Linked DNA regions of Danio rerio: region 1 is linked to region 2. Evidence: chromatin contacts called from public Micro-C data. All regions are on one chromosome and are shown on one strand. The core of a region is the stretch at or near the end of the contact, and the rest is flanking DNA. Distances in the headings are between cores, read along the strand shown. Region 1 overlaps bahcc1b (BAH domain and coiled-coil containing 1b). Region 2 overlaps bahcc1b (BAH domain and coiled-coil containing 1b).

Region 1 (3,630 bases), core at 775-3,274, 170 kb before region 2:
TTTGAAAAGTAGCAAAAGGTTTTTTCAATGAATCAATTGGTTTTCAGTGATCTGTTGAACTGCATCCCAATCTTCACAAATACTGCAGAAGACCTATTGGAACCCGCATGGACCCATAATTCTCAGAGAAATCAGTCAAGTTTAGTGAAGGAAATATCATGGTTTGGGGTTACATCTAGTATGGGGAGTGTGAGAGATCCGCAGAGTGGATGACAACATCAATAGCCTGATGTGTCAAGACATTTTAGCTGCCCATTACATTACAAACCACAGGAGAGCGAAAATTCTCCAGCAGGATAGCGCTGCTCCTCATAATTCAGCCTCATCAAAGTTCCAAAAAACAAAGAAGGTCAAAGTGCTCCAGGATTGGCCAGCCCTGTCACCAGACTTGAACATTTTTGAGCATGTCTGGGGTAAGATGAAGTAATTCTTTTCCCACTGCATCATGACTTTATATTCTATACTGTATATTTTTTTCTGTTAAGTGATAAGACATTTGTTTAAGCAAAGTCAGACCTTACTGTACTAATAATTAAAAATCATCAAGATCAAGGCATGATCATATTTTATTTTGGTAATAATCCAGAGGCCTTTGCCTTTCACATAAGTCACTTCTAACACTAAATAATCTGATAAAAATCAAGTTACTATTTGTTGTTCCTAAAACTTGGATAGGCGACAAGACCTTTGCCAGGTAGTGTATATGTCACTGTAGATTAGTAGATTAGCACCAGATAAATGATGTGTAATGTGAGATGTAAAACAAGAGTAATCATTTTAGATATGAAAAGTCCAAAACTGCATGACAACTCTATCTATAACTCTATTTTTTGAACACATTGAGAAGCTTCACAATTTGAAACATACAGAAAGTTGTTATGCAGAAGTTAAATACATGAGGTTAAATGCTTAGCATGAGCAATAGCGATAGTGTTGTTTTGGCCATAACTGATAAATGTAAGATGCTCAACGGTCAAATAGGTTTTTATAAAAATAAAGATTATGCAGGGAACATGTTTTGTGCTCTTAACATCCCAAAATTGATTTAACCATCCGCACCCTAAAGCATTGCTGTAAGAAACTACTACCATAGCCTATATCTGGACAAAAGGAAAATCAGACCTCGGCGTGTCCACGGGGACTGTTTAGCGTAGTTGGAGCCTGTTCTGTCAATAACTATGATTATCAGCTCGCTGAGGTCATGCTACAGAGGGAGGAGAGGCCTCGAGGTGTCAGAGGTGGAGCGCGTATGCCCACAAGGTATAAGGACCTGCACTTCAACAACATGTGGGTGTACTTATATACGACCTTACCAGAGTCACCCCAGCCCTGCCTTCCAGGGCTCTAATCATAGTCTCCATGTCCTCAAGCTACACAGTGTGGTCAGCAGACATTCTGGCTGCAGTGGAGAAACTTCAGATGCCCGCATAATTTTCTCCTTTTTTAACTGAATCTTACCAGTGACCCCGGCTTGGCCTCTCGCTCACCCCTGCCTCCGCACGTCTAGCACCCGACCGAAACAACTTTACGCCCTCCTGCTCAGAGTCTCGTGTACAACGCCGACTTCCAGAGTTCAGCCAATTGTTTTGTATCAAGGCAATAAATCTGAATTGTTATTGTTCGCCCTATTATTTGCAAGCGAGGGTATGTCTGTGTGTCAGAGCAGCGCTGCATGCGCGAGCCACAGGTTGCACATTTGGTTTTAATTGCGGCCGTTTCAGTCCAGGGCAAATGGAAAGCACATGGAAAGCCCTCCACCTGCCTTGAGTCAGCTACTGACAGAAACACAGCAAATCACACTGACAAGAGGAAGGGAGGCACTGAAAGAGAAGGGGGAAAAACTCTAGCGAGTTGATAGAGGGCGTGCAGTGAATAATTAATGATGGATTCAGAAGGAAAATAATCTTTAAAAGGTAAAGGAGAACAATTAAGGCTTCGAGACTAATGAAGTGCAAGTGAACAAGTTTTGGTTGCGGGTAGGGGGCGCTGTTTTTCATTGGCCACACATGATCCTTGTGTAGCGTTTGGAAATATGCCTGTGCCTGGCTGACTTGATAAGAAACACATGCAATTCGGACAAAGAGACTCCTCTTGTATGATTCCCTCTGCAGAGGCGAGAACATAAACAAGCCGATTCAAATTAAAGAAGCCAGTGTCAAAATATTTCAAGCCACCCAACCTGGACGGAACAGATTTCAACAGAAACAAGACTGAGATACCGGCCTAAATGCTTGACAAAAAAGAAATCTTTGATCTGGCAACAGAAGCAAGTGATGAAAACTGTTTTATGGAGAGATAAAACAGTGAAGTGATTACAAAGAGGACGAAAAAAACATGACAGACTTCCATCGGCTTGGTGTTGCTAAGGCCTTGAAGTGCGGTTTAACTCATGCGCTGCATTTTATGTTGACTATACAGACTGATTTCAGCTGCATTTAATACTTTAAACCTTTACTGTTTAAAGGTCACTGGTATTTATACATAATGCACGCTGTCGTTTTCATATGAGGAACATCCTGCATTGTGTTACAGTTTACAGAGGCAGACGGATATCACATGTGTGAGGCTAAAGTGTTTTCGCAACTAAAAATAGTGTCTGTGGGAAAAATGTGTGTTTGCTGACAAGTTTCATTCATGCTGGTTTTGACTAACTGTATGAACAAGCAACCTTTTACAAGCCACAGATTTGAAAAGTCCTTGGAAGCTTGTTGGAAATCAGACTGCACATACTTTTTCCAAGTCTGTCACCCCAAGTGTATTCTGCACGCTGACATACACCATGCTTAAGGGCTGCAAATATCTCAATATCTAATTTGTCTTTTCAGGACAGGCTTGTAAACAGTTTGCTATTGCAAGCCTATTTCCACATAAGAGTAATGAAATTTTTATTATTGTGAAAAAGTACAGTCATGTTTCTGTAACAGTTGCTCATAATTTCTACTTTCTAGCTTACATTTATGACTTGGTATGTCCAAATTGCAAGTTCAGTTCTCAGAAATGCAATGTTATCTTAATAGCAATCAGCTAAATCTCATAGTTGTGGCTTAATTTCTCATAATTGTGTCTATAACTGACCATGTTATTTTATATCATTAAAGGGTCACGAAACACCAAAACACATTTTTTGAGATGTTGACAGTCAAATATGTGTTCCATGTTGCTAAAACACTATAAGGACACATATATTGCACGAAAAAGTAAAAATTGGTTGTTTTTGCATTATTTTGAGCAAATTCATCCTTTTGGTTTGAAAATAAATTTTGAAGCTACATCACGGCCATGAGATCCTTGTGTAAATTCCAGCGTGGAGACTGGATGTCTGTACTGGCGGGTACAATGTGACGTCTTTAAGCTCTCAGCATTAGTTCATGAGAGAGACTTGATTCGAACCAATCAGCACACTCTATTGTGAATGAGGTGCAACTTCATTGATATGCATGATAGCTTCGAAGACTGTTTTTACCTGTTACAGTGTTCAGACGGCAGAGAGACGCCACATTGTGTTGCCAACCGTAATTCAAACAAGTGGAAGAAGAAGAATTGTTTGGAAACATGGGTCGTCAGTGTTCTGTTTTTAAATGCGCTGCAATAAAGGTTTTGTTTTCAATTCCCCGCTATGAGAGTGCAACT
Region 2 (4,084 bases), core at 1,207-3,706:
TCGCAGTATGATGACATATCTTGGAGTAGGCGAATCAGAAACAAACAGGTATGGAAAGAGTTTCTTTTACCAGTTAACATCTATTCAAAGTCTTGATGATTAGGTTAGGCAAGTTAATAGGATAATTCAACCAAAAATGAAAAATACTCACTATTTCATCTCTCTGAAGTAGTTCCAAGAAGTTTCTTTCCAGATATTTTAAAAACAAACATTTACTATTAACAAACATTAACTATTGACTTTCCTGGTTGGGAAAACAAATACCATTGAAGTCAATGGGTACAGGTTTCCAACATTTAAACATTTTCCGACATAAAATGTCTTCCTTTGTGTTCAACAGAAGAGAATCTTGGGTTTGGTTTGGGACAAGTAAAGGGAGAGTAAATGATGACAGAATATTCAGTTTTAGATAAACTCTCCCTTTAATGAGCCTTTTCCACTGAGTGGTATAGTACGGTATGGTACGGGTCACCTTTATCAGGATTTCGTTTCCACTGTCAAAAGGGTACCAATGGTGGGCATGGTATACAACAGAAAGTTTTAGTCTACGTCATTGTTGCTCGAGAAAATGTCTACAGTAAAGCTGTACGGGTCATTCACATATCATATGAGAAGCACTTCTCACAAAACAGATGCTTTATACACCTTAATACTTGTGTAGAAATGTTCATTATTAGCTTTTCTATGAATATGATTTGATTATAACTGCAGATCAAAAATCAGTGCGAAATAGAAAAAGCCTACTGTGACATCTGCGACAGTATATAAATAAATGCAACGTATATGAACACATACAGACCGTTACAGTTTCCGAATCATACATTTAGTCCTTATTTGAGTTCAAAAACAACACTCAACATGTAGCGTACAGTCAGTGCAAACCTCTCATCTGTATCTTTAATCTTCAGCAGCACATGTAACCTCTATTAGAACTCTGTCATTCTCGAGTTCAAAATAGTCCAAAAGGTGATTATAATAGTTAAACATGGCAGTTTGTTCATGTTTTAGGTTGCTCAAAGAATCATTTGCCCCATTTGGTTTTTTTTTTTTTGGCTTCTCTTTTGTTTTTTTTTCCGTGCATCTCCCTCGCTTTTGTCTGTTTCTGAAAGGATCAGATGTCAGAAGCACTCCAATAATCACGCGCATGTTATTATCATCAGCTCAAGAAGTTTGTTATTTCAAATATAGACAACGGCGAACGATCGCAAAGCTCTCTGGAGAAAGTGAAACCGCTCGCGCTTTAGACGCCCATGGAAAACAACAACAACAGGACAACAGGTTTATCTACTTGGCTTTGTGGCTGTACATTAAGACAATGACAAGGTGTGTTTGAGCTCGGGTCAACCATGGCTTGTTATTATATGTATATAATCATTATGATGTATTGTCTCGGCTGTGTATTTAAAATGGGCGCTTCCTTTGTTTTCATTCTCCTGTCTTTTGACGTTTGTCTGTAAATCCATAGTGTTCAGCTGCGCATCTGGCTCCACCTTTTGATACCCTTTCATTGTTTCATAAAAGCGAACCGAACCGTACCGTACTGTACCACTCAGTGGAAAAGGGCCATAAGGAACCTAGCAGTCATCTAAAGTAGAAAGGCTGTGTTTAAGGATATAGGAGTGCAATCCAATTACCATGTCACATCCTGTCTTCTGTAAATGCTACTTCAATCTGATCATCTTTTAATGGCAGCACTGTTTTCTGTGCAAGATAACCCACTGTCCTGTATTTGATTCATTGACAGTTGAGATAAACATTTTATTTGGCATCTGAAAGTTGTGGTTTGGTGGTCATTGTATTTGTAAATGTAGATTTGGGCCAAGTTTTTCCACTTTTCATGTAATTTTTACTGAGAAATTACTTTTGCAGTAATTGCATATTTGCTTGGTTTTGGTTTACCAAAGCTCCCTGTATTTTATTGAGGATCATTAAACCATTATGCTGCTTCAGAAGTCTGTCTGAAATCAGTTTCATGAGGCACATTCATGCGCAACAGCTGCTTGCGAAGCCGTTGCCTGATAGTGCAGTGAGGCAACAAGTCAGCTTTTGGCCACAGCCAATCTATGCTGGTACATCTGAGCTCATTTATTTGAGTTGTGCTGGACACTGGTGTGATCTAGCTAGACTGCAGCGCCACATAGCGAATTACCCCCAGCGGCCTAGATCTGTCTGCCTTGCCCTCTTGGCACCCATAAAAAGCCATCCCTTTGAGAAGGATTATGCAATCTCGTGTGGTTCGTCCTGTCAGGGGCTCTCGTAAATCTACTCACAATAAAGATAAGATGGGATCCGCCTGCTAATTCACAGGCTGAATCATGCATTGTCTAAATAAAACAGTCAATAGTTTTGAAAGGATTTACACCATAGGCGTCAAGGCTGTCACCGTCGGCCCTTTGTGAGGTCATCAGCGAGGCATGCGAGGGGACTTTGCCTGCCTAATCAGAGGGCGGGAAGAATTCCCACTCCGCTCAAAGAGTGCGATAGAGAACAAAGACACGCATCATTCTTCACCTGTGCCTCACCCTAGAGACACACTTGTAAAATGAAAACCGAACAGCATCACCCCAAGTGACGAAACCTCCATCACATTAATATGTGACAGCTTTTTTTGAGCAATGTTAAGTACTGAGGGCTGTGCACAAGAATGGACCCGTTGGGTGTGAGAGGTTATGATATATTTGTATGAGAGGTTGAATGAATGTTGGAGCCCTAATCACTCTCTCTGGGGCCATTACAGGTGTGTATGTGTGTATGTGTGTGTGTTTGTCTGCGTGCGTGTGTGGGTGTGTGTGTGTGTGTGTGTGTGTGTGAAAGAATGAGACTCACATGCTGTTTCGTGATTGTTAGCAGGCAAAGGGACGAGCAGTCAGTCGTTTGCTGGAGAGCTTTGCTGCCGATGAAGGTTTCCAGATTGACGATGACAGCAGCTTCTCAGAGGGAGAGGAAGAGGAGGAGGAGGAAGAGGAGGAACCAGAGCTGATGGGCAGTGCATTGCCAGGTACAAAATATGCAAACAGACAGGCATGATTTAAATGTAACTGTGTTCATATCAACACAGAATGTGCTTGTGGTCAAAAGAGAATGACCTCTACCTTTAATCTGTCTTTGTCTCAACCAGCCCTGCCCAACTGCATTCTCACCAAAGAAATCCTGAGGGATGGGCTGAAAGTATTGATCTCGAAAGAGGACGAGTTACTGTATGCTGCTTATGTACATACATTGGACCTGCCTGATATGTAAGAGAACCAGACCTGCATTATGGATGGATGGATGTATAAGTAGCTGGATGAATTGGTGGATGGATGGATGGATGGATGAATGGATGGATGGATAAGTGGATGGATGGATGGATAAGTGGATGGATGGATGGATGGGTGGGTGGGTAGGTGGATGGATAGAAAGGTTAATAGAATGAATGACATAATAGATAGATAGAACAATGAAATGACGTATGGATGGATGGATGGATGGATGGATGGATGGATGGATGGATGGATGGATGGATGGATGGATGGATAAGTGGATGGATGGATGGATGGATGGATGGATGGATGGATAAGTAGATTGGTGGATGGATGGATGGATGGGTGGGTGGGTGTGTAGGTGGAGGGATAGAAAGATGAATAGAAAGAATGACATAATAGATAGAACAATTAAATGATGGATGGAGAAGTAGATGGATGGATGGATGGATGGATGGATGGATGAATGGAAAAATGAATGGAATGAATATATGGTTGTAACAATGGACAAATAGATTAAATAATAGATAGATGGAACAATGAAATTATGGATGGATGGATGGATGGATGGATGGATAGATAGGTGGGGCTGGATGGATGGAAAGATGAATAGAATTAATATATGGTTGTAACAATGGACAAATAGATGAAATAATAGATAGATAAAACTATGAAATGATGGATGGATGGATAAGTAAATGGATGGATGGATTGATGGATGGATAAGTGCATGGATGGATGGATGGATGGATGGATGGATGAATGGAAAATTTTACGGAATGAATATATGGTTGTAACAATGGAAAAATAGATTAAATAATAGATAGATACAACAATGAAAT

The links. Hi-C and Micro-C count contacts between places; a contact is called where the count stands out from the background.
Region 1: a Micro-C map of caudal fin shows a contact between it and region 2, with 2.8 times the contacts expected there. The contact joins two enhancer-like sites. A contact is called at or near these places in 2 of 18 Hi-C or Micro-C datasets (caudal fin and hematopoietic stem cells) and 1 of 4 datasets of contacts at active chromatin or transcription factors (gastrula embryo).

What each region holds. Positions count from the first base shown.
Region 1 is chr12:36,655,510-36,659,139 of GRCz12tu, reverse strand. All of the region lies in intron 1 of bahcc1b (BAH domain and coiled-coil containing 1b), which reads left to right. Among named protein-coding and RNA genes, the nearest start is that of bahcc1b, 9.8 kb to the left of the region's middle. Within about 2 kb of position 2,024, at least 20 of the 62 cell types and tissues checked have an H3K27ac peak or open chromatin away from gene starts, as enhancers often do. A contact at or near this core is called in caudal fin, where this site is marked.
Region 2 is chr12:36,480,818-36,484,901 of GRCz12tu, reverse strand. bahcc1b (BAH domain and coiled-coil containing 1b) reads left to right here. Exons shown (of 29, transcript XM_073918670.1): 20 at 1-48; 21 at 2,848-2,998; 22 at 3,119-3,236. Among named protein-coding and RNA genes, the nearest start is that of fscn2b, 120 kb to the right of the region's middle. Within about 2 kb of position 2,456, at least 9 of the 62 cell types and tissues checked have an H3K27ac peak or open chromatin away from gene starts, as enhancers often do. A contact at or near this core is called in caudal fin, where this site is marked.